2 separate regions of the Sus scrofa genome follow, and region 2 is linked to region 1. A link is a contact called in public Hi-C data. All regions are on one chromosome and are shown on one strand. The core of a region is the stretch at or near the end of the contact, and the rest is flanking DNA. Distances in the headings are between cores, read along the strand shown.

The links. A called contact is a pair of places that touch in the nucleus more often than the background predicts.
Region 2: a contact with region 1 is called in a Hi-C map of heart right ventricle, with 6 times the contacts expected there. The contact joins the enhancer-like site here to the promoter of ASB16 in region 1. A contact is called at or near these places in 3 of 47 Hi-C or Micro-C datasets (embryonic fibroblasts, heart right ventricle and skeletal muscle) and 1 of 2 datasets of contacts at active chromatin or transcription factors (skeletal muscle).

What each region holds. Positions count from the first base shown.
Region 1 is chr12:19,038,199-19,044,463 of Sscrofa11.1, reverse strand. It overlaps ASB16 (ankyrin repeat and SOCS box protein 16), which reads left to right and starts at 3,983. Exons shown (of 5, transcript XM_021066898.1): 1 at 3,983-4,621; 2 at 5,763-6,030. The coding sequence starts at 4,030.
Region 2 is chr12:19,181,601-19,188,668 of Sscrofa11.1, reverse strand. No RefSeq gene overlaps it. Among named protein-coding and RNA genes, the nearest start is that of NAGS, 11 kb to the right of the region's middle. Within about 2 kb of position 5,383, at least 13 of the 83 cell types and tissues checked have an H3K27ac peak or open chromatin away from gene starts, as enhancers often do. A contact at or near this core is called in embryonic fibroblasts, where this site is marked.

The sequences.
Region 1 (6,265 bases), core at 2,734-5,233:
CTTTTTTTTTTTTTTTTTTTTCCCTTTTGGCTATGCTGGTAGCATGCGGAAATTCCAGGCCAGGGACTGAACAGCAGTAACCAGAGCCACAGCAATGACAACACTAGATCCTTAACCCATTGAGACACCAGGGAACTCCTAAACTTTTTCTTTTGGACAGCTTCAGGTTTATAGAATTACTGCAAAGCTATTACAAGGAGTTCTCACATCCCCCACACCCTTTCCCCTACTGCTGCCATCTTTCTTTCTTCCTTTTTTAAAATTTTTTTTCTCTTTTTTCTTTCTTTTTTTTTTTTTTTTTTTTTCCCTTCTTTTCTTCTTCCACACCTGCAGCATATGGTAGTTTCCAGGACAGGAATCAAATCTGAGCCACAGCTGTGGCGCTGGATCCCGAATCCATTGCGCCACAGTGGGAACTCCTGCCATCTTTCATTATATATATGGTAGATTTATCACAACTAAAGAACCAGGCTTATTAACTGAACTGTATACCTTATTCACATTCACTCCATTTCTCACTGACATCCTTTTTTTCTTCCAGGATCCCATGTTACTTTTAGTCATTGTCTCTCTAGGCTCCTCTTGGCTGTGGTAGTTTCTCAGACTTTATTTTTTAATAACCTTGACAGCTTGGACGAGCACAGGTCTGGCTGCCCCTCCATTGGAAGTTGTCTGCTAGGTTTTCAGGATTAGACTGGGTTTGTGTGTTTGGGAGGAAGACCACAGAGGTAAGGTGATGTTTTCATCGCATCGAATGAAGGGTTGCAGTTGACCTTGACACCCGGCTGAGGTAGGGTTGGTCAGCTTTGCCAGGTTTCTCCTCGGTCAGGTCACCCTGTGGAAGGAAGTCACTCTGTGCTGCCCGCACTTAAGGAAAGAGGAGTTCTGTTCCCCCTTCTTTTTTTTTTTTTTTGTCTTTTTGCCATTTCTAGGGCCGCTCCCGCAGCATGTGGAAGTTCCCAGGCTAGGGCTCGAATCGGAGCTGTAGCCACTGGCCTACGCCAGAGCCACAGCAACGCGGGATCCAAGCCGCGTCTGCGACCTACACCCCAGCTCACGGCAACGCCGGATCCTTAACCCACTGAGCAAGGGCAGGGACCGAACCCGCAACCTCATGGTTCCTAGTCGGATTCGTTAACCACTGCGCCACGACGGGAACTCCTGTTCCCCCTTCTTAAGGGCAGAATATCTGCGTGGGAATTCTTGTGCATGGGTGATTCCTCTGGTCACCCTTATTTTTTATTCAGTCACTCATTTCTATCAGTGTGGACTCATGGGTATGTATTTTATGCTTCGGGTTATAATCCAGTACTACTTTATTTTGTGGCCATGCAACTCTTCACCACCGTAGTTTCTCTGAACCCCCTTTTAGGCAAGAGTTGGACAAGGGCCGTGGTGGGGTGTAAAGGGTCTTCTTATGTCGCCCTCCCATTCTCTCGTCCTTCCTAAGTGCACCTTGCACAGCTTCTTTCTCTACCCCCACCCCCGTCCCCTGGTGGCTGACTCCCCAGCTCTGCCCCCAGGCTGGAGCCCACCTACTCGGTGCTCTTCCTGCACCTAAGCCACCGGCGCCGCTGGCCTGCGGGCCCTTCCCCACTCACCCCCACCCCCACCCCGCCGAGCCCTGGTCTCTGCCGCTCACGATCCCGACACACGTCCTGGTTCCTTGCATACTCATCACGCCACAGGTTCTGAGCTCCCAGAAGGCAGGCTGGGGAGCCAGTCGCCTGGCACTGTTCCTGCCAGTGAAACTGGGCTCCATGTGGGTTGAAGGAAAGGCCTCAGGAAGTTAATGCTGAGGACAGTTTTTCTGCCCTTAGGAAATTAAAGCTAAGGACAGGAGACAGAACCTACGGGATCTGAGGACCGAGCTGCAGTCAGAGCACCTTCAGGCTTGTGACAAGGCTGCAGAGAGGCTGGGAGGTCAGCACAGCCGCGGGCCCCACTCGCCAAGGCTCCTGTGTGCCTAAGGGCAAGGGGACGCCCACCCAGCCTTGCCATCGCCCAACCCTGGGAACCCAGCTGTGGGTGCTCAGCCCGGCCGTTGGTGGGGTAGTTAAACCATCGAATAGGTGCCAACAGGGTTAATCACAGCTGCGTTTATAGAGGCGCCTTTCTCCGAGGCTCTCCAAGGCCTGGCTGGGCATGATCTCACTCCTCTGGGATCCCCCACCCTGGAACACCACCAAGACGCTGGGGCCGGAGTGGGTGAACCGCAGGGTAACGGCAGAACCGGAAACAGCCAGGGCTGCTGCACCCACTCGGGCAGGCAGATGAGTGGTGGCCCTGGCGGGGAACAGGGGCCCTCAGTCAACATGCTACACAGGAGGCCGGCCCCCCACAAGCCAAGGGCTCCCAAACACCACATCAAGAGCTGCTGCGTGATAGGCCCGACTGGGTACCAGAACCCCAGCTGAATCGATTCAGGTCCTGCCCTGGAGCCCACATCCAGCGCGGCAGGCTGTTATCCACGGTCCTGGGGACAGGGGCTCGACAACCTGCAGGAGAAGTCCTTCAAGAGCAGGGACTGGAGAGCGGCTAGAACCACAGGGGTGGGGGAATCTGAGCTGCTGTAGGGACGGCTCCCAGAGCAGGTGACCTTTGAGGTGGACTTTGAGGAATGAGTCAGAAGGGAGTTCCAAGCAGAGGGAATGGCAGGGAACCGTGACGGGGACGCTGCCTTACATGAGGCCAAGCTGGGGCATTGGAGTTGGAGGGAGAGCGCAGGGCTCAGGGGTTTGGAGCTGGGGAGTGAGCTGTTTCGGATCCTGCCTTTGGGGCAGTGGAGCCCAGGGGTTGTGGCCCGAGGAAGGAACACCGGGTAGGAGGCTGGGCTGCTCCAGGTTAAAGACCTTGAGTCGGTGCCTGCACGTGTGCCAATGGGAGCCTTGTGAGGGTACCAGGGAAAGGATGGGGTCGGGGACTCCTGAGCCGGGGCCCTGCAGGGCCAGGCAGTGGAGGAAGCGCAGTGGGCAGAGGCGCCCAGAGGGGTGTGGGCAGACCCACCCTGAGGGGCTGAGGGGCCTCCCGCCCTCCCCTCCACTGCTCGGCAGTAACACCAGCTAGTGCTGTTTCACGGCCTCATTCCTCCCCCTAGAGGCTTCTGGAAGCATAGCAACTTTCTCCAGAGAGTGAGTGGGTTTGTGACAGACGGTTCCTAAAGTTTAAAGGGAAAGCAGTGGGTCTTCCTCAGGCACCTAAACCCTCTTTAGGAGCTCGGGGGTGGGGTGGGGGGACCAAAACAAGATGCACTGAAGGCAGTTTTGGGGGCTGGGCTGTCCTGCTTAGAAGGTGGGGAGAGGCTCTCACTGAGGTGCACCATCTATGAAGTCAGGCCCACTGGGGTCCTAGCCTGGCTCCCGGTCCACAAGCTGTGACCTCGAGCCAGTGAGTTCACCTTGCCTGCCCATCTCAGAGGAGCCAAACTGATGATTAGCCTGATCGTATAATTTCTTGTCAAAACCAAGTTTGCTGTTTACGTGGGTGAGCCAGGAAGCAGGGTCACCTGAGTAAACATGGATATGAAAGTGATTTAAGGCGTTCCCATTAGCTCAACAGAAATGAATCTGACTAGGATCCATGAGGACGCAGGTTCGATCCCTGGCCTCGCTCAGTGGGTTAAGGATCTGGTGTTGCCATGAGCTGTGGTATAGGTCGCAGACACGGCTTGGATCCCACACTGCTGTGGCTGTGGCATAGGCCAGTGGCTACAGCTCCGATTTGACTCCTAGCCTGGGAACCTCCATATGCCGAGGGTGCGGTCCTAAAGAGACAGGAAAGAAAAAGTGATTTAAATATTGTAAAATCTTGTGCCTATAGGTGCAGAGTTATTCCTGCTACTGCAGGTGTCTGAACCCTGACGTGACCTGCCCTTATTTCCTGGACTGGGGTCCTCCCTCCAGCCAGCATCAGAGAGGTCTGGGGATTCTGACACTCCCCCCCTGTCCTGTCCATTCCCTGCTTGACTGTTTCACTCACCTCGGACGGGACCTTGCCACCCCAAGATGCTCACTCCAGAGACGCGGGAGGATGCAGGCCTGGGGCTCAGCCGAGGGCTGGCTCCCCATTCGGAGGGTATCCGCAGGGGCTGGCCCTCTCCCCGGGCTGGGGGTTGGCCCAACACCTTCTCCACAAAAAGATGATGACTCTGGGCAAACCATGTTTATCAGAGCTGCGAAGGGCCTATTTATAGCCTCAGCTGCTTCTCTCTGGGTCACGGGTGAGGGGGCAGGGTGGCCTCTCAGAGCGAGGGTGGCAGTCGCACCCGAGGGAGGCTGGCTCTGCTGGGCGGCGGCTGCCCAGACCCCCGGATCGCGGCCCATGGCGGAGGAGACCTTCCCCTTCACCTCCTCCACCCTGCGCTCTCTCCGCCTGCAGCGGGAGTGGCTGGAATGGGAGGACCGGCGGCGGGCGGCAGCCCAGCGGTGCCGGAGCCAAAGGTGCCCCTCGAGTTCGCGGGCCCGACTCACCAGGCCGCGCCGCTCCTGCCGGGACCCGGCTGTGCACAATGCCCTGTTCTCCGGCGACCTGCAGCAGATCCAAGCCCTGTTCCAGGACGAAGACGCTGCCAACATGATTGTGGAGACTGTGAGCAACCAGCTGGCCTGGTCAGCTGAACAGGGTAGGGAGCACCAGGTGGGGGCCGAAGAGCAGGGAGAGGGAGGAGGGGGGAGGGGAGAGCGCCTGGGTCCATCGCCTCCCTCCTGACCTGAGACTAGACAGTCCCTTCCCACGGCCCATTCTGCCCCCACCCCCCAAAACAGAGAGGAGGCACACTGAGTGGTTTGTGTGTCTTTTCAGAATTAACATCATGTTAACATATTACATGAATTTCATAGGCACACAGTTATATTCTTTTTTTTTTTTTTTTTTTTTTGTCTTTTTGCCCTCTGTAGGGCCGCTCCCACGGCATATGGAGGCTCCCAGGCTAGGGGTCTAATCGGAGCTGTAGCCACCAGCCAACACCAGAGCCACAGCAATGCAGGATCCGAGCTGTGTCTGCAGCCTACACCACAGCTCACAGCAACGCCGGATCCCCAAACCGCTGAGCAAGGCCAGGGATCGAACCTGAAACCCATGGTTCCCAGTCGGATTCGTCAACCACTGAGCCACGGCAGGAACTCCCACAGTTATATTCTAATGCAGTTTTTTCCTCTGAATATATAGCCGTAAATATAGAGCCATACATGAGTATTTTTTCTTTTGGAGAAGGAAATTATACTCCAGATGCTATTTATAGCCTAATATTTTTTTCATGTAACATCTTTCTATGTCAATTACCATAAATCCACATAATTTTTTTTTTCTTTTTAGGGCTGCACCCGTGGCATATGAAGGTTCCCAGGCTAGGAGCTGAATCAGAGCTATACCTGCTAGCCTACACCACAGCCACAGCAACGTGGGATTCAAACCACGTCTGTGACCTACACCAACAGCTCACAGAAGTGCCACTGATGGAGGCCAGGGATGGAACCCAAGTCCTCCTGGATTCATTTCCACTGTGCCACAATGGGAACTCCCTTTTAAAGGGCAATTGACTGTTTTTGTCTATGACACACATACTGTGTTTTGTTACAGATTGACAAACTGTAACAGTTTACACTCCCAACTGGGGGCCTAAAGGAGCCACTTTCCACAGGTACAGAGAGCACAGAGTTGTGCTCAGCCCGGTGTGCAGAGGGAGGGCCAGTGTCATTTGTACATACAGCCTGCCCCGCCCGCTGTCTCACATACGTTACCCCCACACTACCTGCTCTCTCCAGGGTTCTGGGTGCTGACCCCCAAGGCCAAGCACACGGCACCCCTTACCATCACTGCGGCCCGAGGCTACACCGACTGCGCCCGCTACCTGATCCGGCAGGGAGCCGAGCTGGACGCTCGAGTCGGGGGCCGCACAGCCTTGCACGAGGCCTGTGCCCGGGCCCAGTCCGACTGTGTGCAGTTGCTGCTGACCTTCGGCGCCAAGGTCAACGTGTTGTCCGAGGAGGGCACGACCCCCTTGCACCTGTGCACAGCCCCGGAGTCCTTGCAGTAGGTGCCCAGGGGCTGAGATGGTTTGGGGAGGTGGGGGGCTGTTGTCTTGTGTGTCTCCAGCTCACATGCCAGGAAAAGGGTAGCACCGCACATACACCAGCCCTCACAACAGCCTGGGGCCCATTCTCTGGACGATAAAACGGAGGCTCAGCGTAGTTTCCTGACGTGCCCAAGGTCACATCAGGAAAGCTGTGTTCCTACTGTAGTCCCCTATTCCCTGGGGATGGACTTT
Region 2 (7,068 bases), core at 4,134-6,633, 140 kb before region 1:
TCTTGGGATGAGATTACAGCTGATTTTTTCCTTTATACTTCTCTGTAATCTCCGTAATTCTTTTTTTTTTTTTTTTTTTTTTTTGTCTTTTAGGGCCAAACCTATGACATTTGGAATTTCCCAGGCTAGGGGTGGAATCAGAGCTGCAGCTACCAGCCTACACCACAGCTATAGCAACACCGGATCCTTAACCCAATGAGCAAGGCCAGGGATTAAACCCACATCCTTGTACTAGTCAGGTTCTTAACCCACTGAGCCACAATGGGAACTCCCACACACTCCTTTTTATTTGTTTACTTATTTATTTTTAGTAATTTTTTTTCCTGTCTTTTTAAGGGCCACACCTGTGGCATATGGAGGTTCCCAGGCTAGGGGTCGAATCAGAGCTGTAGCTGCCGGCTTACACCACAGCCACAGCAACACCAGATCTGAGCTGCCTCTGTGACCTACACCACAGCTCACGGCAATGCCGGATCCTTTAACCCACTAATCGAGGCCAGGGATTGAACCTGCATCCTCATGGATGCTGGTCAGATTCATTTTCACTGAGCCACAAGGGGAACTCCCACACACTCCCTTTTAAATCCCAGCTCTCCATGGGTTTGCTGCAGGAGAGGTGCACTGCTAAGCATTTTACATTTAATCCCCGAGCAATCCTGTGAGGTCCATGTCATCAGCTCCATCCCACCTAAGACAACTGAGGCTCCGAGTGGTTAAGAAACGTGCCCCATGACCCACAGCAGATAAATGGCACTGCCAGGGCTGAAGCTCAGGCCTGAGCTCTTTCCTGTCTCAGGCTGCCTCATAGAGCCAGAGGCCAGCACATTTCTTGGGTCCCTGTGTGCCCTGCTCCTCTGGTGGTCAGCACAGATGAGGTGACCAAGGCCAGGAAGCCTTGTGTCTATTACAGAGAGTCCCAGACTGGGCAGAGCTGTCTCTGCCCTGATTAATTACCCCAGGAGGCTTCTGAGAAAATCAGGCCTTTCTCCCCGCCACCCCGGCTGCTCTCTGGCTTAATTACTTCTCCTCTTGGCTGTAATGAATGTCTCTGAGCCCCTGAGACAGGAACCGACACCAGGAGCAGCCGCCTCCATGGCTCAGGCCCGCCTCCCCCAGCCCGGAACCTTGGGGCCCAAACACAGGCCCAGCGTCTACCCTTGTCTCTGACCCTTGCCCCCCACCCCCTTCAGCTACAAAGCATCTGTGGGAGGAAGACCCCAGCCCCTCAGCCTCCCTCTCCCCGATGAAACGCAGACTTGAAAACCAGATGCAACAGGTAGGCCCCACAGTGGGGGCTCCAGATTCTCAGTGCCCCCTCCATCTGGAAACCTGTCCACGGGCTTTGGAGCAGAAGCTCAGAATAGCATCTCCTCCTTGCTTCCTACCTTCCCACACCTCTGCAGGTGCAACAAGAAGAGGCCATTCCAGAGTTCCCGTCGTGGTGCAGTGGTTAACGTATTCAACTGGGAACCATGACGTTTCGGGTTCCATCCCTGGCCTTGCTCAGTGGGTTAAGGATCCCGAGTTGCCATGAGCTGTGGTGTAGGTCACAGACGTGGCTTGGATCCCGCGTTGCTGTGGCTGTGGCATAGGCCAGTGGCTACAGCTCCGATTAGACCCCTAGCCTGGGAACCTCCATATGCCATGGAAGCAGCTCAAGAAAAGGCAAAAGGACAAAAAAGAAAATAAGAGAGTTCCCGTCGTGGCGCAGTGGTTAACGAATCCGACTAGGAACCATGAGGTTGCGGGTTCGATCCCTGCCCTTGCTCAGTGGGTTAACGATCCGGCGTTGCCGTGAGCTGTGGTGTAGGTTGCAGACTCGGCTCGGATCCAGCGTTGCTGTGGCTCTGGCGTAGGCCGGTGGCTACAGCTCTGATTCAACCCCTAGCCTGGGAACCTCCATATGCCGCCGGAGCGGCCCAAGAAATAGCAACAACAACAAAAAGACAAAAAAAAAAAAAAAGAAAGAAAGAAAATAAGACCATTCTTTCCTTTCCTCCATTCACCTACTGTTTCCTGAACACCTACTCTGTGCCAGGCCCTGTTCTCAGCAGTGAGTCTACAACAGGGAGGCAGGCAGACCAAGCACGCATCCTCTAGGAGCTGAGGGTCCCTCAGGAATGCAGCCCCAAACAAGCAAACAAACAGATAAATAAAATTTTTTTTTCATCTTTTTAGGGCCGCGCTTGCAACATATGGAGGTTCCCAGGCTAGGGGTCTAATTGGAGCTTCAGATGCCAGCCTACACCACAGCCACAGCAACACGGCATCTGAGCCGCATCTGTGACACACACCACAGCCCACAATGCTGGATCCTTAACCCACTGAGCAAGGCCAGGGATCCAACCCGCAATCTCATGGTTTCTAGTCGGATTCAGTCCCACTGTGCCATGATGGGAACTCCCAAATAAAATTATTTATAAAATTATTTATAAGGAGGAGGAGGGTGGGAGCAGAAAGAGAGTGACGGCCCGGGTATCCGGAGATGGGTGGGGAGAGACGGCACATCCATCCATCCCATCCCGTTGAATGCCTGTGCTGGAAGTCCTGCCACCAGTCTGCTCTCCATCCCTCAGGCCCGTGTGGTCTTACTGCATCATCGCCACCAGTGAGCAGGGCTTCAGTCACACACCCACCCCAGCCATACCCTGAAACAACCACCGGGAGGAGAGGGGCTGAGCTCCGGGGACACCATGCCAGCAAGGATGACAGCAGAATGAAGACAGGGGTCCCTGCAGCCACCCAACCTCTCCGACTGCCTCTTCGTGCTTCCACTAGGGCTCCCTACCCCCCCTCCAATTGCCCACATCATTTCAGGGCAGATCAAAGAGTTAAATGTGAAAATAGACTGAAGCATAGAAAACCAGGAAGAAAGAGACCCATCAGACCTCTTGAGGGAAGAGCTCTTTACGAGCATAAAAGCCCTGGAAGAAATGACAGAGAAAAGTCAACAACAGCCTTGCCCACGGAAGCATTAAGCGTGTGTGAGCGTCATGAAAGCAGAGCTGAAATCACGACTCGGACCCCCTCCCTCCGCCAGGCTACTTCCTAGTTTGTTCTAGATTCAGTTCCGTGCAGAACTCTCCGTCCTCCACCCCAGCCCTCATCCTCTCCGGCTCGGCTGTTACCCCTGACGTCTCTCTGCCCCCCGGCTGCTCAACCCCCTATCGAAGCGGAAATGAACTCGTGTTGGGGGCAAGTGGCTTCTACGTCCATCCTCGAGGTCCATGGGCACTTTGACATCTTGTTTTTGTAAACTCCATGCCCAGCGCACAGAAATATTCTACACGGAACAAAACCCAACAACTTTTTTTAGTGTTACATTTGGCTGCTTCGCTAAGGTTTTGAAAGTTGTAGTAAAATACACATAATGTAAAATTTTCCATCGTAACATTTCTTTTAGGAACTGCCACGCTGTCTCCACGGCAGCTCTATGCTTTTGTATTCCCATCGATAACACACAAGGATTCCAGTTTCTCCACATCGTCACTCAGACTTGTTACTCTCGGGGTTTTGATAAGTGTGAGGCGGCATCTCACTGGTGTTCTGTTTTGCATTTCCCAGTAACTATTTTTTAAATGAAAGAGTCAACAGAATAAAAAAATAATAATAATCCAGGAGTTCTCATTGTTGCTTAGTGGGTTAAGACCCTGACCAGTATCCATGAGGATGCAGGTTCGATCTGATGTGGCTGTGCATGTGGCGTAGGGCAGCAGGTGCAGCTCCGGTTCAACCCCTACCCTGGGAACTTCCATTTGCCTTGGATGCGGCTGTGAAAAGAAAAAAATAATTATAATAAAATAATCCATGTGACAGTTATTATAAAGGGTTAATATCTTTTATATGTAAAATGAATATACACATGTCTAAGTAAAACAGTAGAATTCCCCCAAAGATAAATGGACATGAACAGACAACTCCAAAAGAGGAAAAACAAAATCAGAACAAATAGTTAGCATCACTGGTAACCAAGAAAGACAAAACAGGATACCATGTTTCACCTAGTAAGATTTCAAAACTTAAAAAAAAAAAAGATAAAACTCACAGCTGGCAAGAGTGATGGCAAATGGGAGTTTCCTGGTGGCTCAGCAGGTTAAGGATCGGGCACTGTAACTGCTGTGGCTCTGGTCCCTGTGGCATGGGTTGAGTCCCTGGCCCGGAAACTTCCACAGGCCCCAGGCAAAGCCCCCCCCCCAAAAAAAAGGAGTGCTGGCAAATAGACACTCATTCATGGTTGATGAGAGTGTATATTTCCAAAAGCAGCTTCTAAGGACTCCAGAGTATTAAAATTTCTTATGTGCTTTAACACAGAAATTCAGTTTCTGGGTACTTAACTGAAACAAACTCAATTTAGAAACCTGAGCACAAAAATGTGTACCACAGTTTATTTATTTTGTCTTTTTAGAGCCGCACCCTAGGCATATGGAGGTTCCCAGGCTCGGGGTCAAATCGGAGCTGCAGTTACTGGCCTTCGCCACAGCCACAGCAATACCAGATCCGAGCTGAGCTGTGACCTACACCACAGCTGACAGCAACTTCAAATCCTTAACCCACCAAGCAAGGCCAGGGATCAAACCAGCATCTTCATGGATACTAGTCGGGTTCTTTACTGCTGAGCCACAACGGGAACTCCCACAGCCATGGTTTTTAAATGTATAAAAAGAGCCTGGAAGGAGACAGACCAAATGCAAACAGGAGCTATATTAGTAGACTAGGTAGGGTTTTGCTTATCCAGTTTTCAGTTATTTGTCTAAATTTTCTAGGAAAAAACTACTGGTTGTTGGTATTTTCTTAAGTATGTCCTAACTGTTACCTGCAGCTTCTCCTTCAATTCCCTTTGTCCCATCCTGTGCTTTCTGGCTGGGGCTCCCCGCACCCCCACCCCATTCAGATCCATTCCCTCTTCCAAGAGCCGGACTTCGATCTGGCCATTCTCTGCCTTAAAATCCGTCACTGGCTCCCCAGGTCCCTTTAATCTGCACCCACAGCACTGGCCTCAACCCACCCTGAACTGTGCACCCTGGACTGTGCCCTGGATCTCTTGACCTGCCCCACCACACTTCAAGTCTGCCAACATTGGTACCTCCCCTGGGGTTTCTCGGTCGGAGCAGAAACCACCGGTAAGGTAGTGAGGGAAGCAAGAGTTTTCTCCCTATTGGGAAGACAAACGGAGGATCGTTGCGGTGGGAGCGAAAGCCCTACTGAAATCGGCCCGAGGCCAGTTTGTGAGTCTGGCACTGAACCCACGTGTTGTGAGCCCATATCAAGGCAAGGTCGGTGCCCATCCCATCCCGGCGTCCAATCGCCCGGCACCCTGCCCGGGACACGCTGGGATCTCCGTCCATGCGTCCCGCCTGAGGATCCCTGAGACTCCCCTCCCCCCCATCTTTGTCCCCAATAAAACCCCCACTCCTCCAAAGCCTGGGCCCCTGACCCCCACTCCGGCCCCCCGACCCGCGCGCTGGTTTTTCCCGGTAGAGATTTGGAGTAACGAGATCCCGAAGAGGGGGCGCGTGAAGCGGGGTGGGGTGGCTACGGCGCGCGCCTTGGCTGGGCTGGGGATGGCCAGAGCTGAGGGGTGTAAGCCGGGGCACGAGACCCCCAGGCCCACCACCCGGGGTGAGTTCCCACCAACCCCTCACGCGGATCGCTTTACTTGGTTGGAGGACGTCGGCCCTGCCTGCAGGCGGGCAGGACACGCCAGGGAGTCACCAGACTCTCACACCGCGTGGCCGGGCCGGCGTCGCCCTCTCGTGGCAATGGTGTGTAATGACAGTCTGCGGGCGCACAGGGACATCGCGACGCTTAATTTGGGCTGTGGACTTACTCCCTGAGTTCTGGAAGGCTGACTATTCATCCTTAGGACGGTTCCCGGAGCCCTGATACCCTGCGATCCCCTACCTACACTTGAAGCTCACCTTTGGACATGCGCATATTGGGATGAACGGCGTGAAATTTCCATTAGTTGACCTTTGTAATATAAAGGACACACAAACTGACAAAAGACACATACAAACTCTACCCCACACCTCACTCTCACACATCCCAACACACACACACACACACACACACACACTCTCTCTCTCTCTCTCTCTCTCTCTCCTCTCCTTGAAGAACACAGAGCTTTCAGCAGAAGTACCATCTAGTGACTGCACTCCCTTAGCGCTGGGTCCCGCGGAGCGCCCTACCCTGGCCCAGCCACAAGCTCACAACCGCCCTCAGTCTCGCTTCCTCAGCCCCAGCCTCTGCCCCTCTCCACCTTTTCAAACTCACTAGGGATATCCCCTTATGGAAAGCCACCTCTCCTGATCTCTAGGGATCAAGCCACACCTCTGCTCCCCTAATTTTCAGACTTTTATGCCCATAGAATCCCCTGGGGATCTTGTTAAAATGCAGATTTTTCACTCAGTAGGCCTAAGGTGAGCCCCAGACTCAGTATTTCGAACCATCGCCCCGTGATGCCAGGGACCACACTTTGAGAAACAGGACCCTGCTTCTTTCTCCAGGCTCAGCCTCCCCAGGACTGCCACTCTGTGGTCGCATCCCCAGCCCTCTGCCGCCCAGCTTCCCCACCCTTCGTCTTCACCACCCCGCTGAAACTGGGAAGTCACTGATGAGTGAAGGCAGTCACCTTTTCTCAGGTTTTGGGACATCCACACTGTGGGCTGTCCCTTCCTTCTTGAAACATCTGCACCTGTGGATTCTGGGTGACTCCTGATAGGCCTTCTGCTCTGAGCCCCCTCCAACCTCTCCCCAACCTCTCCCCTTTCCTTTTTTTTTTTTGTCTTTTTAGAGCCAAACCCACAGCATATGGGCACATGGAGGTTCCCAGGCTAGGGGTTGAATGGGAGCTACAGCTGCTGGCCTACACCACAGCCATAGCAACGCTGGATGCTAGCCGCATTGGTGACCTACACCACAGTTCACAGCAAAGCCGGATCTTTAACCCACTGAGCGAGGCTAGGGATCGAACCTGTGTCCTCATGGATACTAGTCAGATAGCTTTCCACTGAACCGTGACGGGAACTCCCCAACCACTCCCGTTTCTACAGCCCTGCCCAAAGCTCA